Regions from separate parts of the Podarcis muralis genome. Here region 2 is linked to region 1. The links are chromatin contacts, called in public Hi-C maps. All regions are on one chromosome and are shown on one strand. Each heading gives the region's core, a stretch centred on a gene start, on an enhancer-like site or on the middle of the called end of the contact. The rest is flanking DNA. Distances are from core to core; before and after follow the strand shown.

Region 1 (7,874 bases), core at 1,771-4,270:
AGGCTTAGTCATGCTGGCCACATGACCTGGAAGCTATACACCGGTTCCCTCGGCCAATAAAGCGAGATGAGCGCCGCAACCCCAGAGTCGTCCGTGACTGGACCTAATGATCAGGGGTCCCTTTACCTTTAAGCTGAGTCATATCTGCGTTAAGACATTATTTTTTGTATTAAATTAATTTTTATTTATTAAAGATTTTGTTTATTTACAAAAGTGTGCAATGTCTCTCTCTCTCGTGTCCTGTCCCCCCCAAAGTAACATTTTTACAGATCAATTTTATTTGTTGAGACATTAGGAAGAAAAGGGAGGAAGAGGTGGGGGGGAGATGGGAGGGTTGGGTGGCGATCTTTCTATTTTACTTACTATACGTAGGGTTTGGTGTCAGTGTTGCTTGTGCAGGTTCTTTGCTGTTCGCTTGTGTTCCTTTGGTGGTGAGGGAGGTTGGGGTTAGCCTAGGATAGTTATTCATTTGTAGTTGGCTATGGTGGTCTTTGTTTTCATGTGTGAGTGGGGGTGGGTGGGTGTTTTGGATCAGGTTAGCCATATTGATTTGTATGCTGTTGGTAGATTATTGTCATTGTCTTGCTGGGCTGTGTATGTGATAAAGGGGAGCCATACCGGGGTGAAGGTGTCTTCTTCTATATGTCCCCGTGTCAGTTTCAGTTTATTGGTTAATTTTTCTAGTAGGGCTGTTTCCTGCATTAAGACGTTTCAAACGGCATAATACCACTTCTAACAGCCGTGGCTTCCCCCAAGGTATTCTGGAAACTCTAGTTTGTAAGGGTGCTGAAAGAGGCTAGGTTCATAGAATTGTAGAGTTGGGTGGTGGACCGTGGGGGTCAACTAGTTCAACTCCCTGCAATGCATGAATCAGCGTGGGACTTGAACCCAGGACACTGAAATTAAGAGCCGTGCTCTACTGACTGAGCTAAGAGACTCCTTTCTTCTTGCAAAACTACAGTTCTCCGTAGTTTAACCATCAATCTCTCTTCTCAGGGAGCTCTGGGAATTGTAGTTCTGTGAGGGGTATAGGGGGTTTCCTAACAACTCTTGGCATTCATACAAACTACAATTCCCAGGATTATGGGGCCCTCGCCTGCATAGGAATGCAGTGTCGGTTGATGGGTTGGATAAACAACTACAGTATAAAACATGCAAATGTTTAAATAGTTTCCCTTGATTAATTGGGCAGATTTTTTTTTTTAATGAATGCATTTAAGCACATGTCCTTATAAATATCGTGCGCTCACACAGGAGGTAACCTGCCTTTCCAGGGTGGCGACATGTTTGCAGCATTGAAAAGCAAAGTTACACGCATGTCTTCTGTAGTGCAAGGTTTCATTTTAAAACGTAGAGGTGATGTTAAAGGCTCGTGAAGGGCATGCATCTAAAGCGTACTTCTGTTTCAGGGTGCTGGGAACTGTAACTTTGTACGGAATATAAACTACAGTTCCCAGGAGTCTTCGCGGGAAGGCGCGGAGAAAAGCAAGCGGGGGAAGTTTGCTTTCGAGAAACCCGATCCCTGCGGCTCCTTTCCCCCGCCCCTCGAAGTCTTGGCCGCCATCCGGGGCAGGAAGAGCGCCATGGCCGGCGGCTTCGCGGCGGCGCTGGTCCTGCTCGCCTCGGCCCTCCTGGGCTTCCGCGAGGGGCGGGCCGAGCAGGAGCTGCGCTTCAAGCCCGCGCCCCGCCAGAGACCCGTGCGCCTCTTCACCGAGTCCGAGCTGGCGAGATACGGCGGGCAGCAGGTACGGCGGGCGGAGGGAGACAGGGAGGGCGCTTTCCCGGGAGAAGGCGGCGGGCCAGGGCCGAGCTGAGGCTGCGAGGAGCCGCTGCTGGCCGAGGATTTAGGGCGCAAGGGCGGGTTTTGCTGGCTTTGAGCGATCCGGCGCGGGAAGCCAGCCGAGATCAGGTTTGCCTTGGGATGTTTGGTTTGCAGACGCTGCTAGCAACCAAAATGTGCGCGCAAGAGTATGGACGGAAGAGTTTTGCACCTCTTGGTAGGATCCGGATTAGAACTCAAAACCGCGACGGGTGTCGTTTTGCCTCGCGTTTGGTTCCCGTTGCTATGAATGGAAGGGCGTCGAGTGCGAACTCATTGAATGAACGCGGTGGGTTTTCTGAGTAAACAAGCCCGCACAGAGACAGGCTGCTCAGGTGCACACTTAAACGTGCTTGGGTTAAAGTCTCAGCAGGATTTGTTTCCTCCTTCTCCCAAGTAAGCATGCTGTAAGGAATTCACATTTCTTCCTTTCTTCTCTCTCTCTTTCACAGTGTGTGAGGTGCCCACCTGCAGATTTCTGCCCTCCCTAAAGGAGACAAGCCTGACTCCTTCCAGGTTTAGTAACTGGAAGCAAAGCTGCCAGCCTTCCCCCAAACTAGTGCTCTGTAGATGCTTTATCCTAAAACTCCCACACTCCTTTAGTGATTTTTAGTGGTTTTGTCAGACAAGGCTCTCTCTCTTAACTTGATTCACACCATTTTTGGATTGTCTGGGGAAAAGAAGCTTACAAAATTATATTGGATGATTTAAATATATATATATATCTCTTAAAAACGAGTCTTTTTTGGGGGGGTGGGAAATGTCTTTTCAGGAGGATCAGCCTATTTACATAGCTGTGAAGGGCGTGGTGTTTGATGTCACCTCTGGAAAAGGTGAGTTAACTTTCTAACAAGAGGGTCCCTCCCTCCCTTCCCATCTCTGGCTCAGGTTCAGAGGCAGAAATCTCAGCCCTGCAGCCTCAGCTACTGTAGGGCATTCTTAAGAAAGCTCCATATTTCCTAACCTGGTGTCCGCCAGATGTTCAGGACCACAGCTCCCATCAGCCCCAGCTAGCGTTGTCCTGGGATATTCTTGAAAGGGAGAGGAGAACAGAAGATTAGTAATATATAATCACAATTGAAATATCTTCCAGTACCTTCCCTCTCCCGCCTCCAAAGTTATTTCCTCTCCATCAAAAAGTGCCCAAAGGATTCCTCACACCTCTGAATTCCTTCTTACCTGACCAGGCCTAGTAATGTTCCCAGCTTTGCTGTCTGTGTCTAAACTTGCCTCCGGAAGGAAGGCATGTCCCCCCCCCCCCAAGGCCTCCAGTTCCTATAAACTGCTTTGAGCGTGTGTTTTTTGTGGAAAAGCGGCATACAAATGAAATGACTGTATCTTCTCAGCAGCCATCTGCACAGCTCTTCCCCTTTCACCTCAGTTCTTTCCATAGCTGTAAACTTTTCCCTTTTTTTGCGAGGAATCCTATTCGGAATAAGGGCATTTCCCTTTAAAAAAGGGAAACATTGACAGCTATGGTTCTTTCATGGTGCTGGCTATTTATTCTCACACATTAGCCAGGCGGTGAGCTGCAGCAATGGACTTTATTCATAAAAAACTTTTTTACAGCCTGGTGCTAGTCAGAGAAGGGCCAAACCGGGTGGCTGCAGCTGCCGCTGACTTCATTTACTCACAATGCCTCTCAGGTCTGACTTAAGGTTGCTGTGTTTGAGGGAAACAAAGGAGGCATCGGGGGAAATTAAGGTGCTTCTTAAAGTGCTGGGCCTTAAAAGAAAAAGTAAGCCAACGCATGCACACAAAGGATGCTGGAGCAGCCTTGTTGGCACCTGCTGGAGTTTGTAGGCCCTGACATTTGCCCAACCATGCTGGATGCCGATGCTGGGCCTGGTTACCTCACCCAAAAATGTGCATCGCCCCCTTTCAGCACATCACCGTTTAAATCCACTTGGCTGCCTCCTAGGTAATTAGTTGGTTGCCACCTGCCATCATCTTCTGTGCACTGAGCCTCATTATTTAAAATACTGGATGCCCTCAGATCATGTGCAGGTCTTCCATTAGTGCTGTGTTAGTAATATAATTAACTTGTCACTTTCATGGCCAGGAAGGCTGTTAAGTGCATTAAGTGGACATCTTTCTCATCTTGTACAATGGAAGCTAAAGTTCTGTTGGGTTGGAATCTAATTTGGCATTGTACAAGGAAGATAAAACAGACAAACCTCCAAATGTTGTCCAGAGACCAGATATTTGATGCGCTCAGCTCTTGAGCCATCAGATGTTTGTGGGATTTTTATACCCTCACGGTTTTCTAACTTGTTCCTTGTTCTAAAAGGAAATAGGCTTTTTTCCTGAAATACCACGGACATCATTAAATATTAGAAGTACCATGAGAGGTTTGGGTTTTTTAAGGGTAATGAATTTTAGCTTAATTTCACTGAGACTTTATTTTCTCTTCCTTTGACAGAGTTTTATGCGAAAGGAGCACCGTACAATGCGCTAGCTGGCAAAGATTCCACACGAGGGATTGCAAAGATGTCGCTTGATCCGGTGGATCTCACGCATGATACAGTAAGAAGAAAAAGAGTTCTTTGTGGCATGAGCTGAGGCCACAGTCCTGCACGTCACTTTACTTGCATCTGGGCCTAAATTGTTGTTGGCAGCTAGCTGTTGCCTCAGGCACATGCAGGATCAAGACATCTGGTGGGTGGAAGCGATATCTGCATAGCTTCCTCTCCCTTTTGAATAGTCACATACAGCACAGTGAATATATTTGCTCTCTCTTCCCTCCCTCCCCTTGCACAGACCTTAACTCATTTTCATATTTCATTTAGGTGGGCCTTACGGAAGAGGAGCTGCAGTCTCTGGAGGAAACCTTCCAAAATGTCTACAAAGCCAAATATCCCATTGTCGGCTATACTGCCCAAAGAATTCTCAATGAAGATGGCAGCCCTAATCCAAACTTCAAACCCGAAGATCAGCCACACTTCACCATTAAGGATGAGTTTTGACCCAGTGGTGTTGCGGTTCTAAGAAGCCTGTCCTGCATTACAACAGAAAATAGACAAAAGCAGGATGTATGGCTGATAGCAGGACGAACCCTCGGAAAACCGAGTGGCGTAGCATGCCTGTGACAGGATGTATTTTTTTACATCTTTAAGGGTAAAACTAGGTACCAGGTGCTTACTATGCTATCTTGGCTCTGCAGCTGATGAGCCAGTAACATCATGGTAAATGTGGAATTTATTTTAGTCCAGTTCTCTCCCCAGTGAAATTTTCCAGGCCTTTCTATCTACCTGTCACTTGGCTAACTAAATACGAGTCTTTATGAGAAGGGCGGTGCTTGCAACAAAAGGCTGCAGCGTGGAGCGTTCCTGGTTCAGGGTGCCAGCCAGCCATGCCAGCTTGAAGGATTCCATTCCATCCATCCACTGTTCTGTTCTCTCTCCCCCCTCCTCCCCGGACAACAGTAAATTATTCTGCGCCCACTGAGCATGCTCCATCTCAGTGGGCTGTGTTTGTGGTTCTTTTCTTTCTACAAACTTTGCAGTAAACCAAGGCTGCTCATGGCCTCCCTTTCTCGTTTTATATTCATTTTATTTATTTACTGCCTTCCTAAACTGCATAATAGCCAAAGCTTTCTGGGTGGGCTCCAGATTTTCTTGGGTTGTGGACAGGACACAGAACATGCCTGCAGATATGAACCTTGCACTGCGTACTTTGTTATGGTTGTTTCGTAATGACTTCAATATTTCCAGTATCTTTATCCTCAGATTAACTGCATCTGTGTTTTGTCATCTTAGATATAAATTGGGTCCCCTGTATTATTATTTTTAACTGTCTCACTGCGGCTTGGTCATGTTTTATTTACTTCAGTCCTCTGGAGAGAGGGTTGCGTTGTGGTTTTTTGTTCCCCTCCCCTCCTAGTTAACCTAATTTACATCATCTCCAGTTTCTGCCAGGGAAAGACGTGCCCTTATCCATCTGTCAGAGTCCTATTAGGAAATCTCTTGGGCTTTAATTTGCATCGCTCCCGGAGAACATGCATGCTTATGCTAGACAAATTGATGCTAACCACAGAGCTGCAGTAGCCTAAGGAGATTGTGTCGTGTTATGTTGATTTACCTGAGAGGCTGAATTAGCAAGATGACACTGAGCAGCCACTCTTCAAAGATAATTTGTTCTGTTGCATTAAGCTCCCCACTGTTTGATTTCAAAGAACAGACGATTACACATCCCTCTCACGGGAGGTTGTGTGTCATACACACTAATAAATAAATGAAAATAATCGAGAACTAGTTGCTTTGCATGCAGAAGGTTCAAAGTTCAGTCCCTAATTTATTTTGGTTTGCTGGAAGAGATCCCTGCCTGAAACCCTGGAGAGTCTCTTGCAATCACTGCAGACATTACTGAACTAGTTGAAGCCAATGGTCTGACTCACTATAAGGCAGCTTCCTGCATTAAAACTGGGTTTTGATTCAGGAAGTCCCTGCCCTCAGGTACCACTTTGGCCATAGGAAGCTGTTTTATACCTGGACAGGCTGTGTGTTAGAAACTCAAATATATAAGCTATTGCCAAATGGAAATTTAATCCTAGGTTGTGGAAGTCACAACGGAATGTCTAGGCACATTTTTTTCTTTTTGCAATGAAACATTATTATTAATTTCATTTCTATACCGCTTTATATTTTAAAGGCAAAATCTCAAAGTGGTTTACAACACATTAAAATATGAGATAAAACCACCCAGAATAAAACTAATTCAAGCTTCAAGAAAAACAACAACTGAGATCCTTCTCTAAGTGACATTTTGCTTTCTCCAGTTGTCAATCTGGCGTCCAGAAATCTCCATGTGGTTGCAATTGGACAAGCGCCAGTCACATTAATTATTAGCGGGAGAGAACGTAACCTCAATTGTGGTCAGCATCCGTCAGCAGAAGAAATTTTCTTCCAGGGTTCTGTCGTCATATTGTGGAAGCGAAACTCTGCAGAAGCCCTTTCAGTTTGTGGTTTGCAGAAACGGGAGATAGTACAGAAAACAGTGCACTTCGCTCCCATTTCTAAGAATAATAGCTGTGGAAGTGTTATGAGCAGCTATGCCTTGGCAAATCTGAGAAATGGTTCCTTAGAACCCATTCCCACATTTCTCTAAATTTAAATTTCTGTTCTTTTACCAGTAACTACTCAAAGCAGCTTATGAGCAAAAACAAACCACCCATTAAATATTAGTTTACAATAATAATGAAAAACTGAATTTAGACAAGCAATCAATAAAAGCAATTTATTATTAGAAAGGGCAGTGAAACGAAATAAGAACCTCTGGGTATGCACACCTGAATCCATGTCCACACAGAAAGCTTTGGGACATCTTTGTCATAATCTGTGTCCTCACAAAGGTACAAAACGAATGGGTATTGTAGTGGTGCAGGAGCAAAACACAAAGGCTGTGCCAGGTGTGTGTTTAGCCGAGAATAACCTATTGATGGGGCATTCCATAGGACAAGTACGAAGATTCATTTTGGGGGCCACAGATGCAATGGGTTCCCATTTGTCTACAACCCATTCCAACCAACCTGGAAATCCTGTTGTTTCGTTTAAGGCTGTGGCTTCTCATGCAAAGAAAAGGCCTTCCGCATGCTCTAGAGCTGAAAACTAGTGCGTCCTGGACAAGAACATGAAGGGAAGGCGTTTAACAGTGCAATGACCCCCCCCCCCCAACCCCAAGGGCTGTCAGTGCATTGCAAGATGTTGATTCAGGTGTGTGCTCTCTAGTAAAAAAATCTGTGGTGGAATTTATATTCAGTAACAGATGTTCAGGTTTATATGCTCCTCCTCTCTGAGTTTCATTCATAGGTAAAAACACATTTGCCTTAAGGAGCAATCCTATTGTTTATTATTACTATCTTGCCCTGGGCAACCCAAAGGGATTTAACAACCAGACAGTAAACCTTACATAGATACATTAGAAGAAGAAGAAGAGTTTGGATTTGATATCCTGCTTTATCACTATCTCTCCCACAACAAATACTCTGTGAGGTGAGTGGGGCTGAGAGACTTCAAAGAAGTGTGACTAGCCCAAGGTCAACCAGCAGCTGCATGTG
Region 2 (7,690 bases), core at 3,740-6,239, 150 kb after region 1:
GAGCAGCAGAAATCTGCTTCCCTAAAATTTCCATCTATTGGTTCTAGTCCTGTGCCTTGGAGCAAAGATGCAATTCTGCTCCATCTAAAGAACATCAAAAGAGCCTGCTGGATCAGGCCAATGGTCCATTTAAAACAGCATACTATTCTAACTCTGGCTCACCAGATGCCTGTGGAAAGCACACAAGCTGGACCTGAACACAAGAGCACCCTTCCCTCCTGCTGCTTTCAGCAACTGGTATTCAGAAGCATTGCTACCTCCATCTGTGGAGGCAGAGCACAGCCTTCTGTATGACAACTTGTCAAATGTTTGAAAGACTGCTGTCATGCGTGTCTCCTCTGCACCCCTTCATCTTCTCCTCTTCAGGCTAAACATAATGAATCATTTCAACTGCTCCTCATAAGGATTTGGTTTGGTTTCCAGATCCTTCACCATCTTGATTGCCCTCCATTGAGAACACTCCAAATGGTCAATGCCCTCCTTGAAACTGTGGTACCCAGAACTAGAAACAGGACTCTAGGTTTGATCTGATCAGCACATTTTAAAGCAGAGAAGGACCAGAGAAGATGGATACACCAAGTTGTAGAACTGGGCAACTTTAGGTACAATTAAAGTTGCAGTTCACAACTACCACAATGCTGTAACTGCTAATTGGGGTGGTGAGGGAACTGGAACAGAAAGCTATCTACCTCATCTGACTAGAAAACAACAGCTTCAAAAGGGAGATGCCATCAAAGTAAGTTGCATTTAAAAAAACCACACACACCTAGTGACAGCAAAGTTTTTAGCCATAGTTATTTCACCTTTAGCCGTACTTCCATTCTAAAAACGAGGCATCTAATTTAGAAGATTTACTCAAAAACTAAAATTATTTGCAAAATTACTGCTGAAAGAAATGGCTAACAGATCAGCTTCTAGGTAAGGAAGATGCATAAAGCACAAAGAGCATTTATTATTATATAAGCCAGAATCTACTTCCTCTAGTTCACAAACCTGTGGCATAATAAGCTTGTTTGTCTTTTAGATGCCACAAGACTTTTTGTTGATTTTGCTGCAAAAGACTAACATGGCTATCCCTCTTAAATAGAGGTACCGCTACTGCCAAGGATGTATTTTGAGCATCCCCTGCTGGACAAACATGGTAACACCAAAAAAAAGAGAAAATCCTGGGAAAAGGAAGTTTGGGGGCTTTTTTAGTCCTACAAATAGTACAAATATAGTAATAACAAAACCTGACAATATTTTTTAAAAAACACAAACTTATTATTATTAACATTGTATTGTACAATTTGTGATAAAAGAATATCAAAAGATTCATCAATTGCACACAAAAAATTAATTCAACTTCCCTGCAGATGTTCCTATTGCTTCAGGTACACTTAAAAATTATAAAAAGTTATTTTTGAAGTCTGGCAGCTTACACATATCCTTTTGCCTCACCTAAAAATACGGTTCCCAACCACTGTTAGAAACTCAAGATATTTAAGCTAGGTGCCAAATGGCACCTTAAACCTGGGTTGCGGTTGCCACAACAAAATGTCTATTCGCCAGGGGACCAGTATATTAAAAGGCACCTGCAGATACCCTCTGTTCATACATTTGTTGGGGTTCATAGGCAGAAGACTAAAACATAAATAAGTCAGCACAGAAATAAGAAAAATATATTCAACAGTTCACATACCATTTTGAGGATCATCTGATGACTCCTGCCATGGGAGTCCGTTAACAGTAATATTCTCTTGTACAGCTGTTTCGAAGTTCTGTAGAAAATGTATACATCAGAACTCTTAAAAATGCTAATTAATCTACTGATGCAATATAACACTCAATAAACTACCTCATACTGTCATCTTTTTTTCTGTAGCATAAAGTAGCGAGCTATGGAGAAAAGCTGGCTCACATTACTCTGGAGACAGAGGCTGTGATGGACAGACCTTGGGTCTGCCTCCTGGTGACCCAACAACCAGTGGGAGATGGCTAGTAGTTCAGCCACTCAGGAGAGAGTGTGTGGAATAGATGCTTACACTTAACAGTCTGAAAGGGACAGGGACCTGGGTTTCAGGTTAGGGACTTTCTATTTAGGTAGCAGAAGGAATCTCTGGTTATTTGAGTGGACTTAGGTTTTATCTGTCAGTGGAAACAGATAAAGATTATCTGTGGGCACACAAAGATCTACCTGAGGGGAAGGTTTGGACTATAGGAAAAGCAGGAAGTGTTTTATGCATAATGTAAAACAATAACCATCCTAGAAAGAATTTCTCTGCCCAGTTACAGGATGGAAGTGTTAAGATAGTTATTAACCATCTCTGTTGAGAGTGTCTATTTGAAACAAAGTATTGTGCCTTGCAAAAGTAACCACTAAACTATAACTTCTTTATGTGTAGACAAATAAACTTCCTGTTTTGTTTCAAAAGTGCCTCATTCTTTCTTAGTTCTTCTGGGCAAGGACTGAGTGGTCACAGAGTCCCTTCACAAGCATGCTTCCACAAACAGTTAAATCAAAGCTCCTGCTGTGGGACTACAGAGGGATTAAACCAACAAACACACATAAACAGTAACCATGTTATCCAGCACCCATCCTAAGTAAGGATGTCTGTGACAGCGCCTCCCCCCCCCCCAATAATACGCCAACCGTACCATAGGAAAAGGCCTTCATAAACAGATAAGGCTGAACAGAGAATATATTTCACATCCTTTTTACAACCAATTCATGCAGACTCAGAAGAATGACCCAAAACATTTTGGAGCCAAAAAATGCAAACAGTGCCTTTATGTTGGTAAGGAAAACAAATTAGGGGAAACAGCAGAGAGAAGTGGAATATAACATACTTCAGTTCACTTTGAAGAGAAAGAATACAACCCTGTAATATGGGCGATAGTACTGGCCTAGTCAATACGTCTGCTGCAAGAATCACAAAGGCTGTACTCCTAAAGTAACCTACCTACTAAGCCAGGGATAAGCCTCACTTAACACAATTGGACTTCCAAATAAACATGTATACTTTCACTGTAATACGCTGTATGTGAACTACTTTAAACATTTAGAAAAAGCAATTTTTTAATAGAATTATACAATAGCCATCTATAATATCACTATTTTAACCAGATCCTGGAACCATGAAAATTTACAGGGGCTGTTTTTCCTAGCACTGAAAGGAGGACTCATGAAACTTCAACCACTGAATTATAACTTCATTCATTTCCAGAATTAATGTTATATATTGGGTTAACCTTAAAAGGCCACCTTCACCCATATGAGCCTTATGATCAGCATCAAAGGCCCTGGTCTCTGAAATGTTTGCCCTGGAAATCTATTTGACAGGTACCAAGGACAGCACCTCAGTCCCTTCTCAGTTGCAGCACCCTACCTGTGGAATATCCTCCCTGGGGAGGTCTGATGGGCTCCCTTTCTTGAGAACCTTGTTATTCAAACAAGCATTTTCTGTATGTTTTTCGGTTCCATCCATGTTCATACTGTTTCAATACTACTGGTTGTTTATTGTCAAAATTATATATTTAAATATATATACATTTATCTACTTCCTATCTATATCTTTGGCTGATTTTACAGAAAAGTGTGGGGAAATGAACTAAAAACAAATAAATACTTTAAAAAAGCAAAAAAACCTGTGATGCCATATTAAAGACAAAAGAACCTTGTCAGGGATTATTGCAAATACAAAGATAAACCCAACTCCTTTGTTAGTCTTGTTAGGAATAATGGGTGAATCAAATCAACATGTAACTCATCAGGAGATAATGACGTTTTTGTTGGTTGCTGCTCATTTAGAAATTGCTAAATGCTGGTGTTCTGCAGCAGGCCTGTCAATAAATTCCTGGTACTCGCAGGTATGGTCTTGCCAGAGTCAAGATGAGTCCTCTATACTTTTACACCTGGCATCCATTCATCTCCTTATGAGATGAGAAACAAGAAATCAAGACAACATGCTCAGACCAGGGCTTTTCTTTCAGCCAGAACTCACTGGAACTCAGTTCCGGCACCTCTCAGGTGGGCACCATTGCCATTATAGGAGAATAAGGGAGGCATTCATTGCGAGTGCCAGTACCTCTTTTTCTAGAAAAACAGCACTGCCTCAGAGGAAACATCTGGAGAGACTTATTGGATTGGAGCCTTTAACATGCATCTAAGTTATGGTTCTAATTTTAAGCAGCCAATACACTTCCCCTGTTCCTATTGCAAAAAATGACAAGGCTAGCTGCTGTTGTGGTTTACTGCATTTAAAATTATATTTAAGGAAACAGCTAGAGCTGTGATGTTTGTATTGCAAAGATCTGTTTCTCTTTTATCTTAAAGCCGTCTTGACCCCCTATCAGGACAAAAAGGCAGAATAAACAACAACAACAACAACAACAATAATAATACTTTATTATATATGGAAAAGTTAGTTTTTTTAAAAGAAATTATTGCACCAAACATCTTAGCACCACAGAACAAGGCTCCACAAGCAATTCAGTGACATGCAATTTGCCATAGCTGTCAACTTTTCCCTTTTCTTGCGAGGAATCCTATTCGGAATAAGGGAATTTCCCTTAAAAAAAGCGAAACGTTGACAGCTATGATGCAATGGAGATAAATGATTTTGGATCTGACACGCCCTAGAAACTGGGCAACCGGCGCTGCCCGAAAGCCAGAAAGCTGCGGTTGTTGAGGGGGGTCGTGTGGGCCTCCCCCTTCCCAGCCGCCCCTTCAGCTCGGCCGCCCTTACCCAGATCGCTTCGACCACGGCCTGCTCCAAGCTCTCGGCCTCCACCGGCTGGCCCTCCCCGAGCTTCCGCACGAAAGGCTGGCAGTAGTCCAACAACTCGGCCGTCTGGCGCCGCGAGCGGCACCGCACCCGGCAGTCCCGAGGGGAAGCAGCAGCAGCAGCCGGCGGCGGCGCCTTCTCCATCTCGGCCTGCCTTTTCCCCGCTCTCTCGGATAAACCGTTCGTTGATTTTTTTTATCTCCCTCCCTCACCCGGAAGCAGTGCTAAGCGGGTTGGCTGTGCGCGCGCGAGAGAGGGAGCTTCGGCAAAATAGGTCCGGCTGGAAAGCGAAGCCCCCTCGGCGTTCGGTTCCGCGCGCGTCGTCGGGATGGGGGTGGTGGACTGCCATTGCCACCTCGCCGCGCCCGAGTTCCGAGGGGTGAGTGGGCGGCGCGGTGCGGTTTGCACCCTGCGGTTGGCCTCCGCCGCCGCCGCTTATAATTCCTTCTCCCTCTCATCTCATAAGAGTTTCCCTAGGGGAGATCGAGGACCCATCTGGTCCAGCGACCCATTTCTTACGGTTTCCTACGGTGGCTAACCCCTATAATAATAATAATTTTATCATTTATACCCCGCCCCTCTGGCTTGGTTTCCCCAGCTACTCGGGGCGGCTTCCAGCAGAATATAAAAACATAATAAAATGTCAAAAACTTCCAGAATATCTTTGGCGATCACTCGTAGCCGAGTAAGATTGTCTTCCATAAACGCGGTTTTAACAATGAGTCCGTAAGTGACTGTGGAGGCCAATTCTGGATCCACACGTCCTTCCACAGTGGGGACATACCGGTAGGTTTCCCGATGGGAGTTGATCACGGTGTGGATTTGCCAAGCGTGCCTTCCTCTTAGCACGTTTCTCCCTTTCGTCCTGAGTTCGAGTGTCTTCAAAGTCCATGACACCTTTGGAAAACGCTGTTCTCCAACTGGAGCGCTCGCAGACCAGTGTTTCCCAGTTGTCAGTGTTTATACTACATTTTTTTAGATTTACCTTGAGACAGTCTTTAAACCTCTTTCGTTGACCAATATAAAAGCATAATAAAACACCAAACGTTACAAACTTCCCTATACACATGCATAAAGTCACATGCTATCTACTACTAGCTTCCTTCAGTATGAATTACTTAATGTCTGACATTAATAAAACATATTTCTTTTCCAGATTGAAAGCAGTATTTGTTTACCAAGTAAAGCTACAATTAACATGCCTCCTCCCCGGGGAGGATGTGCAGGTGAAATAGCTCAGTCGGTAGAGCACGAGACATTCAGGGTCGTGGTTTCGAGCCCCTTGGGGCCTTCCAGCTTTGATTCTATGAAAAGCCCCCTCTCCTTCCGCAGTTATTCATCCCAGCAAGAGCTTGCAATCGGGGACATCTGAATTTACTTCATTCCCCGTGTGAAAGGGGATAGAAGTCTCCAGCGCTGATCAGTAAAAATGTAAACTGCTCATCTATGGTCCCATATAACATAAAACCGGGGGGGGGGGGGGGGGGAGAATCATTTTACTTTTGCAAAATGCATGTGCATTTGTTTGCCTTTATCTGTACCTGAATATATGAATTGAAAAGGAAAAACACTTTAATGAGTAGTTGTAGTAGTAATAGCTTTCCTTCTGTTTGAAAGAAGGGACAGTGGTGGTTTAAATAAGTAACGTTTGACAACTTTTAGGTGCAAAGAGTTATTGAAAGAGAAAGGACACATTTGCCATTTCTACTGCTTTGTCCCCTTCTTTACAAATTATTCTGCTAGCATAATTATATTTTTAATATCTTCTAGGACATTGAAAGTGTATTGGAAGAAGCAAAAAAGGTTTGTAGTAATATCTATATATTTTTTGCAGTTAAAGTTTTATAGGTAGTAGATCTATAGATTTTGATAGCTCAAGGGCTTAGTTTGTATACTAAGGTAAATTAATTTAAGGAAGTTAATTGAAGGAAAGTTGTCTGTCCCCACCTCTCTTCTGCAATCCTCTGCACCCCCTGAAATCATCTCTGAATGATCAGGACCCCTCCTGAGCAACAGGGAATGAGTTGCTGGGGAAAGAAGATTCTACCAAAATCGAGTTTGGAGCCTAAGATAAGTAAGGAAGTTCATGGAGCCCCCCAGCAGCCCCCACACTCCATCCCACATTGTTCAGGAAGCTCCCCTCCCTTTCTGGAAAGGCTTTTTGAGGGGTTTCAGGTACCTGTAGCAGTTATGAGGGGGATGGAAAACTTTTCTTCCATGAACTTCCTTGAGTTAACTTCTCCTAAAGGCCAAGCAATTTTAAGGTAAACTAAGAAACAGAAATCACATTAATTTGGAAGGAAGATATGGCAAAATCAGTAATTTCAAACAGATGTGTTTATGATCAGATTGTAAGACTTCTCATTGTTATTGTCAACTCTAGCTAACCCTTTTCCATGTTGTTTCAGTGTAAAGTTTTGGCTCTGGTGGTAGTTGCTGAATACAGAGAAGATTTTGAAAAAATTATTCAACTTTCAGAAAGGTAACAAAGTTTCTAGTTCTTCAGTCTGTTTCACAAGGTAGAAAATAGTTACAGACTAGAATCCAAAAAGATGAACAGCTTGTTCAGCACATCCAGATACTTTGGATTTTGCTTCTCATATGGCAGTTCTGTCATGCTGCATGATAACTGTTTTTTGTTTAAGTCAAAATTGCATTGTGAGATGATTATAATTTTATTATTTGTACCCCACCCATCTGACTGGGTTTCTCCAGACACTCTGGGCAGCTTCCAACAGATATAAAAACATAGTACAGTGGTGCCTCGCAAGACGAAAATAATCCTTTCCGCGAGTCTCTTCGTCTAGCGGTTTTTTCGTCTTGCGAAGCAACCCTATTAGCGGATTAGCGCTATTAGTGGCTTAGCGGCTATTAAAGGCTTAGCGGCTTAGCGGCTAAAAGGCTATTAGCGGCTTAGTGGCTTA

What was found. Hi-C and Micro-C count contacts between places; a contact is called where the count stands out from the background.
Region 2: a contact with region 1 is called in a Hi-C map of tail, with 4 times the contacts expected there. The contact joins the promoter of NSL1 here to the promoter of PACC1 in region 1. A contact is called at or near these places in 2 of 3 Hi-C or Micro-C datasets (blood and tail).

What each region holds. Positions count from the first base shown.
Region 1 is chr3:25,724,316-25,732,189 of rPodMur119.hap1.1, forward strand. PACC1 (proton activated chloride channel 1) reads right to left here and starts at 3,021. Exons shown (of 8, transcript XM_077925565.1): 1 at 2,784-3,021. NENF (neudesin neurotrophic factor) reads left to right here and starts at 1,483. Exons shown (of 4, transcript XM_028724701.2): 1 at 1,483-1,745; 2 at 2,592-2,652; 3 at 4,242-4,345; 4 at 4,609-5,616. The coding sequence starts at 1,584. The coding sequence ends at 4,785.
Region 2 is chr3:25,870,188-25,877,877 of rPodMur119.hap1.1, forward strand. NSL1 (NSL1 component of MIS12 kinetochore complex) reads right to left here and starts at 4,990. Exons shown (of 6, transcript XM_028724693.2): 1 at 4,728-4,990; 2 at 1,682-1,760. The coding sequence starts at 4,910. It overlaps TATDN3 (TatD DNase domain containing 3), which reads left to right and starts at 5,003. Exons shown (of 9, transcript XM_028724692.2): 1 at 5,003-5,145; 2 at 6,537-6,569; 3 at 7,175-7,248. The coding sequence starts at 5,095.